2 separate regions of the Sus scrofa genome follow, and region 2 is linked to region 1. Evidence: chromatin contacts called from public HiChIP or PLAC-seq data. All regions are on one chromosome and are shown on one strand. Each heading gives the region's core, a stretch centred on a gene start, on an enhancer-like site or on the middle of the called end of the contact. The rest is flanking DNA. Distances are from core to core; before and after follow the strand shown.

The links. HiChIP or PLAC-seq counts read pairs in DNA pulled down with a chosen protein or histone mark.
Region 2: an H3K27ac HiChIP or PLAC-seq map of skeletal muscle shows a contact between it and region 1. The contact joins the promoter of ELK3 here to the promoter of CDK17 in region 1. A contact is called at or near these places in 2 of 47 Hi-C or Micro-C datasets (embryonic fibroblasts and retroperitoneal adipose tissue) and 2 of 2 datasets of contacts at active chromatin or transcription factors (alveolar macrophages and skeletal muscle).

The regions. Positions count from the first base shown.
Region 1 is chr5:87,178,632-87,183,958 of Sscrofa11.1, reverse strand. It overlaps CDK17 (cyclin-dependent kinase 17), which reads right to left and starts at 3,827. Exons shown (of 18, transcript XM_021092731.1): 1 at 3,736-3,827.
Region 2 is chr5:87,353,185-87,358,361 of Sscrofa11.1, reverse strand. It overlaps ELK3 (ETS domain-containing protein Elk-3), which reads left to right and starts at 3,161. Exons shown (of 5, transcript XM_021092733.1): 1 at 3,161-3,254. LOC110260790 (a long non-coding RNA gene) reads left to right here. Exons shown (of 4, transcript XR_002344245.1): 4 at 1,873-2,689.

The DNA.
Region 1 (5,327 bases), core at 2,578-5,077:
ACAGGCTAGAAAAAGTAAGCTATGCTCAAATATGCTCAATACATCTTTCTAGTCCTTGGCAACTCCTCTTTTCATGTCAATATTTGAAGATATCAAAGTAACCACCAACTAAAAAACCTCGAACAAAAATAATGACAAAGAATTCACTAATGACTATAAGAATTCCTGGCTTATTGTAAATTTCTCAAAGAAATTATAAAAAAAAAAAAAAAGCCACTGTAATAGGTGCTCTCCCCCTCTTTAAACCTGGCAATACTGTAGGTTGAAAGCTACTAGGTTTAACTAGGTTTTCTATTGAAGGCAGGTTTTTACCTCACAAATACTGTGAGATAAAAACACATTTTAAAATGCCATAAACCTGTTCATCATTTCAAATGCAAAATGCTATAATCAGTTTACAAAATGCATTTTAAATAACTTTTCCATTTAAAAAAGTTTAAGCAAAATTACACATTCAAAATTCGAAGAACTCAAAAGACTTTCCTTCACATGTATGAAAGGAGGCAACTTTTAAAATAGACAAAATACTCTAGAGAATATTTTCATAAGCTGTATTTAACATACAATGTCTTTTTTCTACAATACAGCATATGTAGAAATGTATATTCAATGTAATTACGCATCATAGAAGTATAAAAGCTATAGAAAAGAATGCTATGACATGCTGTAATTTTTATTAGGACTAAAGAACAGTAATAAAGATTCAAAGTGTACCGTCTTATAGATATTCAGTACTATAAAAACACTAACAAAGAAAACAACAGAGCAAAAATTTTGAGTTCATAGATAATATTTTTTACTATTAAGGAACATCATCAGCTTCACTTCTGAACATCTCCCTCAGCAGCCATTATAGTTCCATTGTTCGCAATAAAATACTTGCAGTTTAATTAGTACTATCTCATTAATAATGGAAAAATAGAAAAATATTGCTGAAAATAAGAGAAAAAACAAAAGCTTTGACAGAGCAAATTATTTTATATGCCATCTCTTTCCACCATAATCACAGGACTAAACTAGTATCTGAAAACTTAATATATACACGGCCATTCTGCGCTACGAAGCAAATAAAATTTTTCCATTTTTTTCTAAAACCAATTGCACTTATTAGAGCAAGATTACTGGTGTATAAAGCTACTAATTGGATCGATACTATACATTAAATCAACTATTTTAATTTCATCTTTGTTTGCTGTATCTCTCTTTTTTCCTTTAGGTAATCAGAGTACATTTGGCAGACTACACTATTTCAAATATCTAACACCAAAAGTGACTCTTGGGGCCTGAATCCAAGGATAAGAATAAATCACACATTTTACAGCATCTTTCAGTAACAGGCAAATTAGGATATTAACAAGACTTTAATTCTTCATATACTCTTTTACTGATTGTAAAAGTAATGTGAAAATTTGAGAAATACAGAAATGTATTTTTATTCATCCATAAATCCTACCACTCAGAAATCTCTGATAATTTTTTGGTAGATTCCCTTCTGGTGAGAATAAAACTTCAAGTATCTAACTAGACATAAGAAAAAAAAATCCTAAGAAAAAAAATTTACATAAGAAAAAAATCGGTGTATCCTCAATATGGCCTTTTGATAAATGTTATATAAAATATTAATGACATAACCTATTAATTTTGCAGAGGTTAAAAAAATAGCTGTTAAGTGGTGAGGGAGGGGGAAGGAAGTCCCTCAATTCAGAGACTAGTCCCTAAACTGAAATCCCTTTTACAATTTTTACAGTGTCAACATTTAAATGGCAACATGCAGCAAGACAGGACTATTCTCAAAATACCACTGATAAATGGTAACATCCCTACATCAAACAGGTTTTACATTTCTTTCCATTCAATGTTTTTATTTACACTGTTAAAAAAATCAATGAATTATATTTGCAGAGTAATTTGAAAACAGCTTAAATTCAAATACTAACCTATTTCCTTTGAAGCCTAGCATTCAAACCATTAGGGTTTCTGGCCTAGGAGATAGTTTACCAGATAAAAGGTTACCAGTTTTACATTCCAGTAATCTCTTTCATATAAAAAAGAATATTCCTTAAAAATAGCCACAGTTTTTTCTTTTGTTCCAGCCCATTGTTTTTGGAAGTATGCAGAAGTTAGGAATACAAAGACGGAAACGACTTCATCAGTAAAGCATCATTTAATAAATAAATCAACTACTTAATCTCATAAAAGAACAAAACCAAACCAATAATATTAATGGTAGCAAAATTTTTTTTCTTAAAATTGGGTTGAACTTTATTTCTAATTTCAAGGAAGGCTCTCCTTGCAAGGCATCAAAATCTTAAAATCCCATTCATTTTCTTCTGTCCAAAGATAAAATAAGTCTAAAATACAGTGACTCAGATTTGTTACTTTGACCTTCTTACACAAGTGCCTTTTAAAAGAAATCCTTCAACAAAAACTCAAGAAATAATCACCAAAGTTTGAGGAAAGAATTATCTAAGTCAAGCATTTCCTGATAAATGACAGGTCTAGCGGCTGCCAGGGATACACACACTGCTGACCCTAGGAAGAGCCAAAACTCAAAACAAAAGTTGCCACTTCTGTATCTAAAAAAATCATTTGGCTAATAAGAGGTGATAATCCGTGACTAACGACGTGTCTTTGGTGGACACATTAATAAAAAGGAGGAGCGCCATGCATTTGAGCTAAACGCTTTTGCCATTTTCGCAGAAGAAAAGCTAATTGTTAATGGCCATGTGACATTATAAGATCCCAGAAAGGAAAGGGTGGGAGGAAGAGAGAGGAGTTCAAGGCAGTTCAGGGTCAGAACAAGCTCAGGCATCCTGTCATTAGCAAACGTTCCCCAAGCTGAAGGCAAAAGACTGCTTACTCGAAAAGGAGTGGGTGAGAAGTAGGGGGAGAACGAGGGGAAAACCACTGGCGACTCAATGTGGCAGGGAGGGGGTGATGCGCGGGAGAGAGTGTGGAGCTATCCAGCCGAGTCGGGGAGCAAAATCATCCCGCACAAAAACCCTGAGACAAGCAACTGCGGCGGAGATGACAATACTTGGCAGCCCCCCACCTGCCCCTCCCCGTCGGTTCTGGGGGTTTCCGACATCCCCTCCGCCTCTGCTCTTGACCGGCGCTCAGGGGTGTGACCCGCCAGCGGGAGGCTGCGCGGATCTTTGTCTCGGCCCGCTCCCCACGCGAGGGCTCCTCCTCCCCTCGCTCCCCACCCGCGCACACCCCCGGCGTCTCCAAGGAGCTGGAAACGCGGCCGCCGCCGCCGCCGCCGCCGCCTCGCCCACCTCCCGCGGACCTGAGCCCCTTCCTGCCCCTCGGGGCTGAGCCTCCCGTTCCCGCAGCTCCACCCCCGCCGAGGGGACCTTTATGCCGCGGGGGACTTTCTGCCTCTTCCCTTCCAGGGCCTCGCGGGGAGACCGGCCTCCCCCGGAGACCGAAGCGCCAGCAAGCACCGGAGGCGGAGGCGGCGGCGGCGGCCGGAGGCGCCTCCCGCAGAGGAGCCCGAGAGTCAGACACCCACACCTCACCCCACTGCCGGAAACGCCCGGGCGAGGGCGACAGGCACAAGCCACCCCCCTGCGACCCACCCACCTCTCTCAACTTCCCCGCGGGGCCTGAGCCCCCCGCGTCCCCACCAGCCGCCGGCCCAGGCCCGGGTCTCGGGCACGCTCCGGCCCCTCTCAGCCCCAGGTCGGCGGGTCAGGGGGGAAAGCCCCGCGCCACCGCCGGCCGCCAACTCACCAGCAAGTGCGGGGGCCGCGTCCTGAGACCAGGCGAGGCGAGGCGGGGTGCAGGCGGAAAGCAGCTCGGCCGACACCCGCGGCGACCGGATGCAGGTCCGGGTCCCAGCGGCCGGCAGACCCGAGGCGCCTCCGAGGCGCAGGCCTCCGCAGCAGCCGCCGCCTTCCAGCTCAAGCCGAGGGTCCGGAGCCTCCAGGAGGGGCCGCGGGTCCCTCACGCGTTGCCAAGCCCCCCGGACAACATGGCTCCCGAGCCGCCGGGCCGCGCGGGCCGCCCACTAATCCCCGCGGAGGAGCGCAGCCGGAGCCAGGCGGCCTGGGAAGCGCCGACGCCCGGCTGAGGCTGCCCGGCCGGACGCGGGCTCCTTCTTCCCCGGGGCCGGACCGTGAGGAGCTGAGGAGACGGCGGGCGGCCGCTCTCGCTCGCTGCGTGTGCGTCGCTTTCTCACTCGGCGGCTGCGGATTGACGCCTCCGCCTGTCCCCCGGGGGGAGAGCGAGCGAACAAGAAAAAAGACTTTTATTGAAACGATCCAACCAGCAGCGGCAGAGAAAGGCGACCGGCCGCGGGAGCTTCCCCCACCTCCGCCCGAGCCGCTTGCCGCGGGCAGCGCGACCCCTGCCGGCGGCGGCGGCGACGGCGGCGGAGGGGGCGGGGCCTCGAGGGCGGGGCGGGGTATCCCCGGGAAACCCCCCACCCCGAGGTGGGGCCTGGGTCTGGAGCCCCGAGCCCCGGGCCTCGGGGCGGCTGGAGGGGGTGGGAGGGGTGGGGAGACCCCACGTAGGTGAGAAGGTTAGGCACTGCCTGTCCACCGCGACTGGAGGAGAAATTATCTGAATAATCCCCCCCTTCATCTTCCACCCCCCAACAAAACAAAAACTGCTGCTGACATTATCCAAGTAATTATGTAATTGAGAGACCGTGGCCACGGTTCTCTGTTGGTTCTCTAGAGAGCTGGTGTCAAAGGACCTGCACTTGAGCTTGATTGCTGCAACTTTTCTCCTTTATTGTGGTTAGGTGAGGGGGTGGGTACCAGGGCAGCAGTCCCTCACACAGGCGGCATTTATTCATTTAAATTACCAACTTCTTTTTCTTATATTCGCGGCAATATACTAGGTCCTCAAAGCACGGAGCGTCTCTCTGGGGTGAAAGGTACTCCATAAACAGTTATACAAATCCGAGCTTTGAGAAGGGCAATGGAAGGTGCTCTGAGAACAGAAAGGAAGTACTGTTGCAGAGTTGGTTAGGTTGTGTTTTCTTGGAGGAGGGGAGCGGTGGAGAGGTTGGCCCAGTTTCTGTAAGTGTCTTTACTTTCTTCTTTCCCAGAGGCTAACAGCTAGTTCAGGAATGAACAGCAGAGTGAAAGTGAAGACAAACTGAAGTAATACTGACCCACATTTTTCCCACTAAGAAGGATAAAGGCAGAGTAAACACAAACAGAAACCCCTAGAGGGAGATAATGAGAGGATTGAAAAAGAATGGAGACCGGATGTAGACAAGCTAAACAAGAAAAAAAATTAAAACCACATAAAAGGCCTGGTGAAGTGAGATATAAATATTTGTCTACTGTAATACCCAGAAATAGACTTAATAC
Region 2 (5,177 bases), core at 1,912-4,411, 180 kb before region 1:
CTCGTGAAAGTTTTGAATCCTAGTCCATGACACATGCTTTAATGTACAGCTGGCATTCACTGTAAAAATCAGTTAAAACAAAAACAAGATGTTCATGAAGGCTCAGAGAGGGTGAGTGACTTAGTCACAGACACAGAGCTAGACCAAGTCAGCATGGCACTGGAGCCCCACATTCCTGATTCCAAACATACACTTGCTCCCTGAGCAAGTGTCTTTCCATCAGGCTTTGGCCGTCTAGTCCCAGCTCCTCCCCCAACCCCCCAAATTCATCAATTCATAAGTTTCACATATTAGTTGTTCGGCTATGTTCTAGAACATTTTAGTTTGGTATATTTTAAAACTCTTTTCTCCTGCCTTAATTATACGTCCTTATCCTTTTTTTTTTTTTTTTAAACTCTGTCCTACATTGTGGAATATTACATCATGAGGGACCCAAAAGATGTGTTGTTTTGTGTACCCAGCATCCATTTTCTCTTTGGTAGATTGTGTTATTTGTTCAGAAGTCTTCCTTCTTCTCTCCCTGTCCTTATTCCTGTCCCACTGACTTTAGACTTGGTCATTTGATTACTTTTCCCAGGGGATTGTAAGTGAACATGAGGGTGTCCCAGTCCTAAGCAGAGGTTTTTAAAAGGCGTCATGTGTCTCCATTCATGTCTCTTGAGCTCCATCCTTCTAGAAAGCCATGTGTCCCATGTTAAACCCATTCCTTCAGGCTGGGTCCCCAAATGAGAAAAACATATGAAGCAGAACTAAACCCTGCCAACTGTTGTTGTGGTGAACCAGAGGGCTGGGGCTGTTTGTTACATGGTATCTTCCCAGCAAAATCTGACTAATACACTTTTGGAAGCCGTGTTTGGGTTTTCTTCTGGAGACTCAGCCCCCCCTCCACTCTTTGTCCTTAGGGTTTGGTTGGGCTGACCCTCCTCCACCCTGCCCCAGCCACACTCCAACACACTGACTGACTCAGTCTCTGGTAAAAGCTCTGCGGATCTTTACTTTTTAAGTTAATTTATTTTTTATTTTGGTCGCACCCTTCGCATACGGAAGTTCCCAGCAAGGGATCAAATCCGAGCCACAGCTGCAGCAATGCTGGATCCTTTAACCCACTGTGCCAGGCCCGAAATCAAACCTGCACCTCTGCAGTGACCTGAGCCACTGCAGAGACAATGCCAAATCTCTAACCTGCTGTGCCATAGCGGGAACTCCAGATCTCTGATGCTCTTATTAAAGCTGAGAGAGTGTCATTCTCTCTCGGCCAGCAGCAATGAATGGCCCTGTCACTTGCTCCATAGGGTTCTGGAAGAAATTTTACTCACACCCCATACAATCCTAACTCCTGTCTGTTTTACAACAAAAGCATAAAAAGAAGAGTCTGGAGAGGAGTTCCCGTTGTGGTGCAGTGGAAATGCCTCTGACTAGTATCCATGAGGCTGTGGTTCCATCCCTGGCTTCGGGCTCAGTGGGTTAAGGATCCAGCGTTGCTGTGACTGTGTTTAGGCTGGCAGCTGTAGCTCTGATTCGACCCTAGCCTGGGAACCTCCATATGCTGCAGGTGCGGCCCTAAAACAAGAGCCAAAAAAAAAGGTTGTGGATTCTATACTACTAAATGCCATCCTCCTTGGCTGCTTTTTGACAGTGAGAAGGAAAACATGGAAAACAAATAGCCATTGTTAGGCACTGAATGTTAACGTCTCCCCTAAATTCGTGCTGAAGCCCTAACCCCCAATATGATGGTACTAAGAGGCTGGGCCTTTGGGAGGTAATTAGGTTTAGCTGAGGTCACGAGGGTGGAGCTCCCATGATGGGATTAGTGCCCTTTACGAGAAGAGACACCAAAGAGCTTGCTTCCTCTCTCTCTCTCTCTCTTCCCAGGGAGCATATCGAGAAAGGCCAGGTGGGGACACAGTAAGAGGCGTCATCTGTAAGCCCCGGAAGAGGGCCCTCGCCAAAAACCGAATTGGCTGGCATCTCCATCTTAGACTTCCCAGACTCCAGAACGGTGACAAAGAAACGGCTGCTGTATAAGCCGCCCCGTCTAAGGCGTTTATCATAGCGGCCTGAGCCAAGACGGCAGTGGCTGGCGCGTGCCAAGTCCAGAAGCTCCGGGCACCTGTACGTTATTCCCTGTGCCTTGAGGAAGAGCAGTGTCAGCTCTGAGTTACTCATTCCAATGAAGAGCTTGCTGTTGGTGGCGCGGACAACTGAAAACACCAGAAAAACGAGAGGTTTTCCTTTGGTTTGGGAAATGCCAGAACCGCCCAGAAGTGTTTCGGGAGTGCCTTGGACAAAGAGGCATTGCGGCAAACTAATTAAAGCTTGATGACAATATGTATGCTTTTTCTCTCTCACACATATTAGGATTCCACAACATACTGTATTGTTGTGAGGACACACAATAAAATGCATGAACGCCACGGGTTTAAGGGATACTTCGGCTTGGCCTTGCCCTGTGCTTTTGAGATAAAGCAACAAGGTGTTCTTAATTGTGCGTAGGAGACTTTTTTTCCTCCTCCAGAAGGATAATAAAATAAGTTGACATTGTCCCAGTCCACAGCTGCATCATACAGGGACATGCAGTGAGCTCTCCTGGGTGCCAGGGGAAGCCCGCTACATTGTAACCATCATCGCTAAAGTGGAAAATGAGCTGTGGCCAATCAAGGGCTTTCCTCCTCCCAACATCTCTTTCTTCTGTCCTCCCCACCTTGCCCTCCGCCCCCCCCCTTCCTGTCTCCCCACCCTTCTCAGAGGCCTGCTGGGCCTTGTCCCACCTCTCAGTGAACTAGCCACACCGGCCCCAAGCAAATGCTGGGAGCCCGAGGGTCCCCTGAGCCCAGGGTTCTGACTGGCACTTGGGGGTCCTAAGGAGAGTAAAATCCAACCCTCCACAGCTAGTCATAGTGAGATGGTCCCAAGCCAACCATCCTCAGAAGGGCTGCAAAAATAAGAAACAAACAAACAAGTGGAGGGACTCGGAAAGGCCATCCTTTGAAACCAACGCCCCCTCCCTGCCCCAGGGATCTGACTTAATTGGTTTGGGCTGTGTGTGGTGATCAAGAGGTTTCAAAGCCCTCCCCAGGTGATTCTAAAGTTTAGCCAGGGCTGAGAACCACCCCAGACCTCCCGCCTCAGGCCCGCAAAGGTGCGGCCAGGCAACTGGTGTTTTAACAAGCCCTCCCCGCGATGCTGGGGCGCGCTGAGGTTTGAGAAGCGCTGGTCTGTGCTGCTAAGGAGCGGAAAATGGAGGGGTCCAGGAGGTGAGCAGTCAGGGGTGGGAGCCTGGGGGCAGGGGGCTGGGGGCGAGGGCCTCTTCCATCCTCACCCTTCTCTCTCCTCTAAGCCTCAGGGCAGTGGACAAGCTCTCGGGTCGGAGCCTGGCCCGGAGCCCTTGGGGGTGGGCTGCCCTTGACGGATAGCGCGGCGTGGAGTCCAATTTTGAGATGATGAAGCCTCAGTCACTTAGCCCGGCGGAGGCTGCCCCTTTGCCTCCGGAGCCCCTAAGCAGGCAGGAAAGTTTGGGCCTGCAGTAGGCCATAGCAAACGGCCAGAAAGGGCTCTTCCTGGAGAATCGTGGCTTCCAGTTTATGGCTTCTCATCCTTTTCCCCAAAGTGGGCCCCCTACTCCGAGCGCTGGCTTTTTTTTTTTTTTTTTTTTTTTTAAATCCCAGACAGGAACTCTGTCCATCCCCGGCCAAAAACTGTGCCTCCTTTGCTGCACAGGCAACATCTTCTCATCCTAAGCAATCACGCCCCCACCCACGATCAAAGCGGCGCCCGGCCCAGAGCAAGCAGACCCCTTTCCCGATGCCCTAGCCCCCCCACTCTCCCGGCCCCGCGGACAGAAAACAGCCCGTCTAGCGGCCTCCCCACTTCGGGCCTCCCCGCCCAGGCCAACCAGGCAGGCAGGCAGGGCAAGACCCCCACTCAGGGGCCCAGCGCGGGGACTCCGGGGGAGCAGAGGGGTCCCCGGTGGTGCCCTATCCCAAGGTCAGCCCCCCGGCGCGTCGGGGGGCAGCGTCCCTGCGTTTCTGGCCGAGTTGCCCGCCCCCCGGTGGGGAGGGGCCGCGGCCACTCGGAGTCGCACGGGGTCCGGAGGCTCCTCCCCGGGGGTGGCCGAGCAGGAAGCGGGGCGCGGCGGGCGGGGGCGCGGGCGCGGTGCGGGGCCCCGGGCGGCGGAGTATGCGCGGGCCTCGGCGGCCAGCCCCGGCGCACAGCCGCGGCCGGGGCGCGCGGCGCGGGGCGGAAAAGCCTGTTTACACAGACTGCACACCGCCTGGGGAATAATGCAGTAAAGGAAGTGAGCCGGCTCGGCCTGACTGCTCCAACTTCCTGCTCTCACACACACCAGAGGAAAAAAAAAAAAAAAAAAAAAAAAAGAGGAGCGAGAGAAAGAAAAAAAAAGGGGGGGAAAATCAGGATCTCATTACAAGAGCCACAGACCGTCTGCAGACGCCTGTCAGCATGGAAATTCGGGGGCTTTCGCCCGGTTCCTCCTAGAAATTCCCCCGAAGAAGGATCTTGAAAGCTCCCCCACATCTGGGTAGGTAGTAGGGTTCGTGCCTGTTGCTTGGACAGTTGCAAAGTTTCGTGGCGGGTGGGGGGGGGTGTCTTTTTTCTTGCTTGCTTTTTCCCTACGGCTTGGGGGGGGGGTGGGACCGGGTGGGCGCCGTGCTGGGGGGCTGCGGGCCTGGGGCGGAGGGCGGCCTCCGAGAGGGGACGCCGCGGGGATGCTCCTGCGGCGGGTTGGCGCGCCGGCCGGGGGGCTGCGGGCACCAGGCGCTGGCACACCCCGCCCTGGGCTGCGCTGCGAGCCGGGAGGAGGGGGCGCGCGGGAGAGTTGGGGGGGACGGTGAGACTCGGGGTCCCTGGGAAGAACGGTGACTGGCGCGGGCTGCGTGCCTGGTGGCTGGACCACCGCCGACCTTCAGCCGGGGCTGGGGAGCCCCCCAGAGTGGCGGTGGGCACCGATGCTCGGATCCAGGGAAAGGACAGGGGTGGAGAGGGAAGCGGAGGGCGTGGGGAGCGAAGCCGAGGGGCTGGGGGGAGCGTCCCCTCGGGCTCGGCAGGTGACCCCCCGCCCGGGTCGCCGCCCCAGGCGCACGCCCAGCCGGACCTTTAAAAGCTAGTGGCGTTATTACTGGACACGGGTTTGGAGGAGGACCGGGCAGGAGATGATTTTG